2 separate regions of the Mus musculus genome follow, and region 2 is linked to region 1. The links are chromatin contacts, called in public ChIA-PET maps. All regions are on one chromosome and are shown on one strand. The core of a region is the stretch at or near the end of the contact, and the rest is flanking DNA. Distances in the headings are between cores, read along the strand shown.

The links. ChIA-PET counts read pairs in DNA pulled down with a chosen protein or histone mark.
Region 2: a contact with region 1 is called in an RNA polymerase II ChIA-PET map of memory CD8 T cells, with 37 read pairs. The contact joins the promoter of A730085K08Rik here to the promoter of Ano10 in region 1. A contact is called at or near these places in 2 of 115 datasets of contacts at active chromatin or transcription factors (extraembryonic endoderm stem cells and memory CD8 T cells).

Annotation. Positions count from the first base shown.
Region 1 is chr9:122,291,646-122,297,836 of GRCm38.p6, forward strand. It overlaps Ano10 (anoctamin 10), which reads right to left and starts at 2,778. Exons shown (of 13, transcript NM_133979.3): 1 at 2,659-2,778. It overlaps Gm26797 (predicted gene, 26797), which reads right to left. Exons shown (of 5, transcript NR_168548.1): 4 at 4,723-4,797; 5 at 4,265-4,481.
Region 2 is chr9:122,396,397-122,402,587 of GRCm38.p6, forward strand. A730085K08Rik (RIKEN cDNA A730085K08 gene) reads right to left here and starts at 2,405. Exons shown (of 3, transcript NR_045967.1): 1 at 2,258-2,405.

The sequences.
Region 1 (6,191 bases), core at 1,528-4,027:
AGATGAATTTAAGGAAGATGTTGCTGCCTAGCAAGCTTGCTATACTGCACAACTCCATACTTGGTCATCCTGTCTGGGAGGACGCCTTTGTTAAATGCTAAGGACGTACACCATAGGTAAGTACAACAATGGATCCTATCACAAGTGTGAGACTGGTGTGCTCTACTGAGATCTGCAAGTCACTTAATGGAACTGTGTCAGGCTGCTTTCCTGTGTTCACTAATTGTTGTACTGAGACCATACAAGGCTCAGGGAAGCTGGCACATGAGAACTCTAATGCCTTTGCAGATAACAAAAAAACAAAACAAAACAAAACAAAAACAAACAAACAAAAAACAAACCCAAATCATTTCAAAATAAAAATCTTTTATTTCCCCAAATCCCTTATTTTCCCCTTTCTAATAAGTATGTATAAAAACTACCATGTATTCCAACCATAGCTTCACATCACAGGTAACACTGTCTCAGAGCTTCTATTGCTCTGATAAGCACCACAACCAAAAGCAACTTGGGAGGAAAAGGGTTTTTTGACTTCCATCATCTGGGAAGCCAAGACAGAAACTCAAAGCAGGAGCTGAAGCAGAGGCCATGGAGGGTGCAGCTTACTGGCCTGGTCAGCCTGCTTTCTTATACAACCCATGGCCACCCGCCTAGGGCTGGCTCCACTGGCCGTGGACTGCACACCCCCACCCCAATCAATCATCAGTCAAGAAAATGCCCCACAGATCTGTGTACCTGTCAATATGGTGGAGGGATTTGTTCAGATGAGGATAGTTTGTGTCAAGTTGAAAACAACAACTACAAAAAAAAAAACAAAAAAAAAAAAACAAAAATAAAAACAAAAAACAACCAGGACAAACAGCATTCTGAGCTGGCATCTTCCAAAAGCAGGTGTTACTGTGTAAAAATGCAGAGAGCTACAGACAACCCATGTATATACTGTGAGGGACTAGCTCAATGTAGCATAGATGGCATTTAAACACTTACTAATATACTTGCCTTGATCAGCCCTAATTCTTCACCTCCAAGCATGCATGTATTAAACACATAGCTGAAATACTATTATTATTTTAGAAAGAAGTAGCTGGTTGTTCAGTGTGAATATTTAGTGATCAAGGAAAATGATAAATGAGAAAATGTTAAGTTGGAAAAAGTCACAAATTAATATTAGAATACTACCCCATTAATTATATGTGTATTTATATACACAAAAGGAGAGAATTGACTCCCAGAATTTGACCTCTGATCCCTACACACATTCCATGGTATGTGTAAACCCACATGCACACATACAATAATATGTAAAAAAAAAAAAAAACACTTTTAAATATACAAATTAGGAAGAAAAACAAAATGCTACTAGAGGTCATAGGGTTCTGAGCATTCCTACAGGGCATTTATATTCTCAACTTTATCCTCTTTTCTGTGTTCCAACCTTTCTAGTTTTCCTCTTTACACACTCATACACACACGCACACGCAACCACACTACAGTCTATCCAAATGCACACTCGTTACAGTTTACCAGGCCTTGTCTATGCCTGTCTGATATTCTGCATCTCTCATTTCTCATCAAGAGGACCTAAATTTGGACTCCAGCACGCAGTAGAGTGCTTCTGTAATCCCAACTCCAGGTGATATGGGAGACAGAGACAGTAAAACCCTAAGAAGCCATAGGGCTGAATGGCCTGGAACAGGCAGCACAGCAGCAAAAATGAAAAGACACAAAGACATCCTATCTCAAACACGGTGGGAGGCAAGGGCCCACACCTGTGTCCTCTGTCCTGTACAAGCCTGTGTGTATCCGTTTGCCTGCACTCACAATAACACGAACGCACAGACAAAAATTTTTAAAAACCAAAAACCAAACCAAAGCAAACCAAAACAAAAAAACCCCAGAAAACAAAACTATATGCCTAGTAAAGTCACAGCCTCTTTGTCTGTGTGAGTGCCCTCGGACGTTCATGCCAGGTAAACAGCAAGCATCTCCCTCCCAGTTTACCCTGGTTAAGGGATGCACGGTTGCATTTAAAATTGTTTAAAGACAGAAAGAGTCCTTAGAAATATCTAGTCCTCTAAGGTTACTGTGACTTTAAATGGAAACCAGGCCACTCACAGTGCACCTGAAACTTTTAAAACTGCCGGGATTCGATTACAACATCAGGGTTTAAGGGATTGCGATTCAACTGTGGAGTGGGAACAAACTTGAAGAGACTTCAGTCAGACCGTCTACGCACCGCCTCAGCTATGGGAAAGAACAAACAGGGTTTCGGGTAGGGACAGGGCTCTGCACCCTTCACTGGAGTCATGCGACACCTATCACGGAAAGCGCACAATGGGCCCGGTCAGAAACCTCAGACCGGATCTGTTCACAACCCTAGAGAGACCGCGAGGTGTGACACAATCAAGGCTACCGGGCACCTTCCCCGAAGTGTCAATCAGAGCAGCCCGACACCCCGGGATCCCATGGTCAGTCAGAGACGGCCCTGCTCCAGGCCTGACGCAAATCCAGAGCCGGCCGACATCCCCCTGCCTCCGCCGGCTTTCACACCCTTGCGGATCTCCAGCCCTGACCAGTGCTTCCGTGGCTCTTTCCCTGTCGCGGGGGGGGAGCATCCCCAGCGGGCCCACCACACGGACTGCGCCCCTCCCCACTCACCGGCCGCCCACGCGGCGTCCTCGGGGACCGCGGGAGCGGGGAGAACCAGGCCCGCGGCGCTAAGGCGGACTGGATACACGACCGGGGCGTGGCGCCTTGGCCGACAGGAGGCGTCAACGACCGGGAGGGGCGGGGCCTTCCGGCTGTCACTCGGCGTGGGGGGCGGGATCACCGTGAAAGGGGCGGTGCCTTAACAGTTGTAAGTCCCGAGGAAGGGGGGCGGAGGTGTCAGAGTGAAGCTTCACTGGCTGACCCTCGGGAGAGGGGTGGGGCCGCGACGGAAGGGGCGGGGCCATGAAGGTTCTCATTTTGGTGGGATGTGGTGGTGCTGCATGGGCGTGGCCTCATCAGCTGTCGTTGTAGAGAGACATGTTAAAGGCGGGGCTGTGGCGAGTGGGGTGGGGCTTGGGTTGCTGTCACTCACGGCAGAAAGGGAGCCTCATCCGGAGGGGTGGGGCCTCGCTAGCGGTCCTCGTGGTGGTATGGGTGCGGGCTGGGTCTTGGCTTTGCTGGGTAGGGAATGGAAGGGAAAGGATAAGGCTCCTTACGCTTTCCTTTTCTTAATCTCTTAGACCAGAATCCAGACACCTGCCCACCTCTACCCTCTACCGTCTAGCCTCCACCCTCCACACCCTTCCAGTTTTTGCCTTCCTCCAGGGGACAAGGCCTTCACCCCAACCCCTGGGGGTGTTCCGGTTTGGAGGTTGTCCTCCTAGCCCCCTCTCTGCCTTAAGGAGCAATTCTTGGCTGGTTTTCAGCAGAATTCTGAAGCTCTCTTCTCTCTGAAAACCAAGGCAAATCTTTCAGAACTTTAACAATTAGAGTCAATTGACGACTCAGGAGACTTGTGGGTTTCAGTTGGAGAGTTCCAATTTTCTCAGCCCCTGAACTTACATTCATCCTTGCATATAACTTCATTCTTTGGTATCTGATTGGAAATGTTTGAAATTTTTTGAAAAACAATCATTTTAATGGAATATCTATTAAATCCTTTTTGCTCAGATAGTCTTTATACTGGAGATTAAACCCAGGGCCTTGTGCATCCTAGGGAAGAGATTATCCCAGCCCTCTTGGGAGTAATCTTATCACAGCTGAATTAACAAAATTTAGTTAAGCTGTGTTGGTGGCCCACACTTTTGTAGTCTCAGATACTCAGCAGACTGAGGCTGGAAGATCACTTGAACTGAGGAACTAGAGACCAGCCTGAGCAATGTAGTGAATCTCCATCTCAAAGCAAAGTACAAGATGTGAGCCTGAGTCATGGTGCCATGCCACTTAGTTTTTGTGAACCTGACACACCAATAGTTGCCTGAGAGGAAATCACATTAAGGAACAGCCTCCATCAGACTGGCCTTTGAGCTTGTGTGTTGGGGGGGAGGGGGGGTAGGGAGGAGCATTCTCTTGATGATGTGGGAGGGCCCAGCACACTATGGGTGGTACCATCCTAAGAGGGTGGAACCTGGCTGTTTAAAAGAGCAGGCAGTAAGCAGCAGTATTCTTCTGTAGTCTTTGCTTCAAGTTCTGTCTCCAGGACCCTGCCTTGAGCTCTTGACCTGGCTTACCTTAATGATGGACTATAAGTCAAATAAGCCCTTTCCTTCCCACGTTAGTTCTGGTCTAAATTTTATTGGAGCAACCAAAGAAGCAGGCTAGGACAGGCATGTCTTAGTTATTCTTTGCTATGTAACAACCCCCTTTGCAAGGCTCCATGCTCTCATGTTCCCAAGAGTCCTTCTTTCCAGTTGCTTCCTCTAGAACAGTGGTCCTCAACCTGTGGGTTGTGGACCCTTTGGAGGGCTCCAATGACGTTTCACAGGGGTCACCTAAAACCATTGGAAAACATGGATATTTATATTATGGTTCATAACAGTAGCAAAGTCACAGTTATGAAGTAGCAATAAAATAGTTTCATGGTTGGGGTCACCAGAGCAGAGGGGCTGTGTTAAAAGGTTGCAGCACTAAGAAGGTTGAGAATCACTGCTCTAAAAGGACAGTTTTTCTCTCCCTGTCTTAGGCGCCAGCTTCCTGAATAAACTAATCTCAGGAAAGCAGTCGGTACTTCACCTCGCTTTATCTTGCTCACTGTGGTTGGAGTTGTTTCCTGATCATTTCTGATTGTTAGCTCTCATTTCAGCCAGGCTTCAGATCAAGAGAAAAAGGAAAAAGGTATCAGAGAGAAAGGAAAAAGACAAAACGACAAAACCAAGAGGAAGCTCACTACCCTGCACTGATCTCTCTTCAACTTTGGGGTTCCCCGTCCAGTCCACTGCTGCCATTTACTTCATTGCTGGTATATTTTGTCAGATGTTTTAACAATAAGAGTGAGACACAGGGCGTAGTGGGCTTCCTCCAGTTTGATCAGAAATGGAACCTATTTATCCAATTAAAGAAGGTTTTAGGGGCTGAGAAGACCTCAGCTGGTGAGGTGTTTGTGGTAGGACTTGAGTTAATCCCCTTCACCACAGGAAAAGATGGGAGTGTAGCACCTGCTTGTAACCTCAGCACAGGCAAGGCAGCACATGTATGATACCTCAGCACAGGGGAGGCAGCACATGTATGTAACCTCAGCACAGGGGAGGCAGCACATGTATGTAACCTCAGCACAGGGGAAGCAGCACATGTATGTAACCTCAGCACAGGGGAGGCAGCACATGTATGTAACCTCAGCACAGGGGAGGCAGCACATGTATGTAACCTCAGCACAGGGGAGGCAGCACATGTATGTAACCTCAGCACAGGGGAAGCAGCACATGTATGTAACCTCAGCACAGGGGAGGCAGCACATGTATGTAACCTCAGCACAGGGGAGGCAGCACATGTATGTAACCTCAGCACAGGGGAGGCAGCACATGTATGTAACCTCAGCACAGGCGAGGCAGAGACAGAAGGACCCTGGGGTTTGCCAGACAGTCAAGAAATTCCAGGTTCAATGAGAGCCTGTCTCAAAAAATAAGAAAAGGTGAGTGATGTTGACCTCTGGCCTCCACAAGCACACACACAAACACACACACACACACACACACACACACACACACACACACGACAAGTCCCTTCCGCTCGACTCGAGCCCCGGGCTACCTTGCCAGCAGAGTCTTGCCCAACACCCGCAAGGGCCCACACGGGACCCCCCACGGGATCCTAAGACCTCTGGTGAGTGGAACACAGTGCCGGCCCCAATCCAATCGCGCGGAACCTGAGACTGCGGTACATAGGGAAGCAGGCTACCCGGGCCTGATCTGGGGCACAAACCCCTTCCGCTCGACTCGAGCCCCGGGTTACCTTGCCAGCGGAGTTGCCTGACACCCGCAAGGGCCCACACAGGATTCCACACGATATCCTAAGACCTCTAGTGAGTGGAACACAACTTCTGCCAGGAGTCTGGTTCGAACACCAGATATCTGGGTACCTGCCCTGCAAGAAGAGAGCTTGCCTGCAGAGAATACTCTGCCCACTGAAACTAAGGAGAGTGCTACCCTCCAGGTCTGCTTATAGAGGCTAACAGAGTCACCTGAAGAACAAGCTCTTAACAGTGA
Region 2 (6,191 bases), core at 1,155-3,654, 100 kb after region 1:
AACCCTTTGTGACTACAAAATTAAATCAACTCTGAAAAGTTAATTAACTTGAACAATGTGTTGAAATAATTAAATTGATAAGAAAAGTCATTGAATTTCTAAAAAGCACTAAGACTACTATGAATGTTCTGTATGCAGAGAAAATTGTTAGTTTTAATGACAGGAAAAGTGTTGGGGGTGGAGAATTAGCCCATGTAGAACCAGTGTGATTGAGTGTGTGTGTGTGTGTGTGTGTGAGTGTGTGAATGTGTGATTGAGTGTGTGTGAGTGTGTGAGTGTATGTGTATATACAGAGAGATAGAGACAGACAGGCAGACAAACAGACAGGGACAGAGACAGAGATGGATTTTTTTCTTTTTAAAATTGTTGTATTTATTTTCATTTTATGAGTGTTTGCACATGTGTGTATGGTGCCTGCAGAGGTCACAAGAGGGCATCAGATCTGCTAAAGCTGGAGGCACAGGTGGTTGTGAGCCACCATGTGGGTTCTGGGAACCAAACTTGGGTCCTCTGTAAGAGCAACCAGTGCTCTCAACAGGTTTTTGTTTTTTTTTTTAAGCCATCTTTCCAGCCTCGGACAAGGGTCAGGGGATCTTCAGGAAGTGCTGCTCACTCCCACAGGCAGCAGCATCACCAACTGCTTGAATAGGAGAGTCTTTATTCCAAACCCACCTTCCTGGCTGTATTCAGGGAGCTGCAGAGGAGGCTGTGTGCTAGGCTCTCTGAGTGGAGCTTAGGTCTTACACTGTGGTGTTTTCTAGGGCTCATGACTCCCTTGCAAGTGCCCTAAATCTTTTAACAAAAAACACATTGAGAACTAGCTTTTGGCCTGTCCACCATAAGGCCGCAGAGAGGCTAGGCCTGTGGTGTTGGTGTTGGTGGATAAATCAGATAGCCTTGGTTCTGCCCTTGTGACTCAGAGATGGTCATTACCTCATAGCTCCCAGGAGTTGCTCCTCCTCATGACCACTTCTACCCCCAGGTCTGGGGCAGAGCAGCCACCTAAACAGTCACTCCCTGCTGTCTCCAGAACTTCTACTGTGACAGTTAAAGCTGCCTTCTATGTGAGAAGGCCCTAAGGAGACTGGAGCTGTGGTGTGAAGACCCTGGCTCAGGGGAAGACAGGACTGAACAGGAGCCCTGAGGGAACCCACACTATATTAGGAAGGACTCTGAGTAAACCACTTGCCTTGGTTTCTTTAACTGTGAGGAGGAAAGGATGGCCCTGACACCGCTGCCTCCTCTTAGGGGCCTCAAGAGATGAAACAGGAGAATCCTGTAGATATGCCTTGAGCACACCACCCAGGCCAGACTGAGTTCCATCAGCACAAATCGAGGGATCCTGTTAACGTCTAATATGCCCAAGGTTTATGGCTTCCCCAGAGCAGAATTCTCTCATATTCCAAGTGTCAAAGGTCAAATACTACAATCTGCAAACATGTGAGAAAGAATTATTCAGGTGGTGCCGGCATCCACATGTGTGAGTGTGCATGTGTGTGCCCCCGGGGGCCAATGGCCCTGTGGGAGATGGTGGGAGGTGGCCCACCCAGAAGTGTCAGTTCAGCCCAGATGGAGGATGGCTGAGTTCCTTCACTTACCATCTGTGGTCTGGGGGTCGGAACAGGATAGATGCTGGGAAGACCATGAGTAACAGTGGGGTTTGAGGCTGGAGAAGCGAGGATAAAGGGGTTCCCTTTGCTCACTCTTCCAGATGGCCAGAGACACAGTGAAGGGTGTCCATCAGCCACTGTCACCCTCTTGGTCCACTCCTCTTTCTCTTGTATGTCAAGTTAATGGCAAACCTAATTCTGAGCCGACTTAGGGGATGGAGGTAGGGCATGGAGTATGCCATCTGGGGACTAAGGATCCCCAAGAAATGAGAAGCAGCTCTCTGGGTCTGGAATACGCAGACTCTTTACTACGCTGAGGAGATTCTGGTGAGTAAGGAACCTGGATGGATGCTCCAGGTAGGAGTGGGTTGGATAAAGAACCTTGGACCTAAATAGCTCAGAATTCAGCTCTGACACTGCAAGGAGCCCTTGGCAAGCCCTTGGAGATGGCCCCTCTTGACAGAGCCATGTTGTCTCTGGGAAGCTCCAGCTTCCAGGTTAGCATTGGCTCAGCAGAGGAACTTCCCAAACCCTTCTCCTTGTTAGCCACGTTTGTTGTAGTATCTCCCCCAATCCTCCCCATTCCTGGGTCCCTGGTCCTTCTCATTCATGTACCCAGGACAAAAGTCAAATCCTCCCCCACTGACCTTCTCCAGCTGTATGTAGGGTTGTTATGAAGCCAGGCTGGGGAGGTTGCAGGTTGGAGAAGAGCGGTCTGGGCCTGGTTCTGGGGTTCAGCCTTGCAGGGGATCACAGAGCAATGTGCTGCTTCCTGTTTCCAAAAGGCTGCATATTAATTAGGACGCTAGTTTGCTTCACCTATTCTGGGATGAGTTCCCGAAAATAGTATAAGAGGAAGAGAGCTCTCCTCCCGCTCTCTGCTTGCTCGCTCTCCTCCCTGCTCTGGCCTGCGCCTGCCTCCAGGCAGTTCTCACTGAAAGTGCTGTGGCAGTGGGAGGGAGGAGCCAAAGAAGGTGTTAATTCGCACACATCAAAGATGCACACTTTCATCTGGCTGCAGAAAAGAGAACAAGGGAACTCACACAGCTTTAGTATGATCAATGAACTTCCTCCCTTCTCAGAGGGGTTTGAAAAGAAGACGAAGAAGAAGAAAATCACCAGGCTTAAGAAAACCTTCCCAGTAGCTTCTACAATTCAAAGGACCTTCTCTGCCATATTACCTGCCTGGACTTCCTGGGGCCACGGTGGTGTCTGTTGGGCTTTAGAAAGGTTCCTGAAACTCCTGGTGGTCAGTCAGCAGATGTCAGAGCCAGACTGTGCTTGGGCCTGAGCTCTGAGCCCCTAGCAGGAGTGGGAGAGACTGGTAGGTTGGGGCTAGGGGCAGAAAGGGGAACAGTCCAGGCCAGGTCTCCTGTCTGTCCTTGAGCTGGTACTGTTGGAATGGAGGGGCTGTGTACCTCTGGAGGACATTGATACTGAAAATAATTGACCTTGAATTTGAACACAGGCCCTGCTGCTGACAACTAAGTGATACTCTGGGTCTGGGAACCAGAAGCAATCCTGGAGATCATTATTATTTGCATAAAAGTATTTCAGCAGGGCCAGAAAGATGGCTTGGTGGGTAAAGTCACTTGGCTATGCCAGTCAACAGAGATTCTGAGACTGCTTGACTCCTGGACTCTAGTCAGTCCTGGAATTCAGGCACTGAGTGTGAGTCTCTTCCTCCCTCCTGTCCCATGGAGTGCCCTCCTTACCCTGTTAGAGCTGAAATCTTGGCAGCCATGCTCAGCCATGCTGGGCTAGGTGGGTGGTGACATTGTTTTCTGGCTTTAGAGAGACAGAAACCCCTCCAAGGCAAGGCGGATCCTCTCTGCGTGCTCCTGTGACTCTTCTGCCTCTTTTTGGATGCTCTATGCTGAGAGACCAATTGCTTACTTTGAAGATGTGAACCCTGCTCAAAAGATTTTTGAGGGTCTGGAGAGACAGTTCGGTGGTTAAGAGCCCTCAGAGGTCCTGAGTTCAATTGCTAGCAACCACATGGTGGCTCACAACCATCTGTGATGAGATCCGATGCCCTCTTCTGGTATGTCTGAAGACAGTGACAGTGTACTCATTTACATAAAAATAAGTAAATAAATCTTTCAAAAAAAAAAAAAGAAAAAAGAAAGAAAATACTTTTGAGCTGGGTGAGGTGGTATGCGTCTTTAATTCCAGCATCCAAGAGGCAGACGCTGGTTGGATAACTGAGTCCAAAGCCAGCCAGAGCTTCACAGTGATACCCCATGTTAACAAGCAACTATGTTTGAAAGCTTTCTCCTTGTTTTCCTTCAGAGCCCGCTTAACTCATGAAAACCCACAGCTATGTGCCACACATCATGCTAAGGGCTGGACAGGCATTCATTACTTAAGTTTGTAGCAGTGTGTGAGCCAGGTACCATTACCACCATTTAAGCAGAACCTGATTCAAAAATCAAAATACTTTTAGCATGTACCACTATTTTAGCAAGCATCCCGACAAGGTGAGGATAACGGGTACACAGGTCTGCCCACCTGTGAGCTATCTTTGCTCCCAAGCCCTGGATCCCTAATGACATTCATGGGTTCCTCTGGGCCTGTCCCACTGTTGGATATTCACAAAAACTCTCCCTTTGGAGCCAGCACTGCAATTGTGTGAGATTGCTACACTCCCTCTGGACGACATTGCTCAAGTCTAGCTTTATCTGCTCTGCCTCTCCCAAGCAGAAATTGGTCTGGATTTGTCCCCTCCACATGCATTTCCCTGTGGTTAAGGTGTTGCTGAGAACTGAGGCCTCAGTGGGAGATGGTAACAGCTTGCTTGACTGAAGCTGAGGAGACACAGACATCACAAGAAACTGTGGATTCAGAGAAATGGCTGAGGAGAAGGGTGTGCTGTAGCCTGGGTGCTTCTCACTGGTGTGCTGAGTTGGCATGTCAGCCATATTGGCCCTTTTAGGTCTTGAAAAATGGGAGCGGTTTTTAAAAGCTTTCAGGTGAAGAGAAGGACGCAGTGCCTGGCAGCAAAAGTGGAGGAACAGAATCCACAGGTTTTCTGACGTGTCCCAGCCACTTCTAATGCAGCCACCTCACCCACTGAACAAGAATATGCCAGTCAGTCAAGACTAGCCAAGGATGCGGTGGCCAGGATGAGGAGACAGCAGAGTCAGGCTGGCCTGCAGAGCGGATGGGCAGAGGGAGAGGAAGATGAGCTGACTGGCTTCCTGAGCAACTCTTGCCCCATAAGCCTGGAGGACTGCCTCGATTGTGCTGCTATCTGCCCTGACCAGCCCCTTCTGCCTAGATCCCCTCGAAGACTCTCATGAGGAGACACCATGGGCAACTGGCCTTGTATCTCCACAAACCATTGAAGCTCCTGAGCTTAGTTCCTTACTGGCAGCTCCGGGGGAAAGGTGAGCCAAGTCGGAACACATCACTCCACCTGTGACTCAGCTGCTGGCACCTGAGCAGAGTCCAGGGCAGTCCTGCCTGACATCCTGAGCAATCTGGTGTGTGTGTGTGTGTGTGTGTGTGTGTGTGGTGTTAATGTGGTCTATGTGTGAGGTTTGAGGGTTGTATATGTGTGTGGTATGAGTGTATGTGTGTTGTGTGATGTGGTGGTGGTGGGGGGATTTTTGTAGTAGTGGTATATGTATATATGTTTGTTAGTATGTAGGGTGTGTGAGTGTATGTATGTTATTAGACGCGTTCTCACGACCGGCCAGGAAGAACACCACAGACCAGAATCTTCTGCGGCAAAGCTTTATTCTTACATCTTCAGGAAAAGAGAGCAAGAAGCAAGAGAGAGAGAAAACGAAAACCCCGTCCCTCTTAAGGAGCATTCTCCTTCGCCTCGGACGTGTCCCTCCTTGATTGGCTGCAGCCCATCGGCCGAGTTGACGTCACGGGGAAGGCAGAGCACAAGTAGTCATAAGATACCCTTGGCACATGCGCAGATTATTTGTTTACCACTTAGAACACAGGATGTCAGCGCCATCTTGTAACGGCGAATGTGGGGGCGGCTCCCAACATCTCCCCCTTTTTCTTTTAATAAGAGCAAATAGGCCACCCATATTAATGAGAGTGGAGATAGAGGTCAAATCCCCAGTGTGTAGGTAAAGGAGCCATGTACAGGATTAGCTCTTAGGCTTACAGGCTTTTACCCAGAGCAACCCTGACCTGCTCCCGTGTCGTTTTGCCTGGGGGAAGGGAACTAGGACACTGAACCTTCATGAAAGATGACATGTCTCCCTAGAATAGGCTCATATATGCCGCAGAGCCTTTCCATTGCAGTGCTTAGCCTTGCAACTCTCTCGGGCTGCTGAAGCACACTCACTCTACCCCGTGCAATGAGTCTAGCCTCATGGGATATAAGAGCTGAGTGGCCAGCGACCTATTGCCTAAGCATAGATAACCATATATCAGGGGGAGCTCCATGTTCTAGTCCTGCAAGCGCCTGGGCAATAACCACCTTGTCTCTCCTAGTTTAGGCCTTAAGCTTACAGACCAATCAAAGAAGCAACACTAATCCACAGCAAAGTGTATCTCCAAATAATATTAATCCCACCCATTTTTTAAAGAAAGAAAATGCTGAGGAGATCCAAT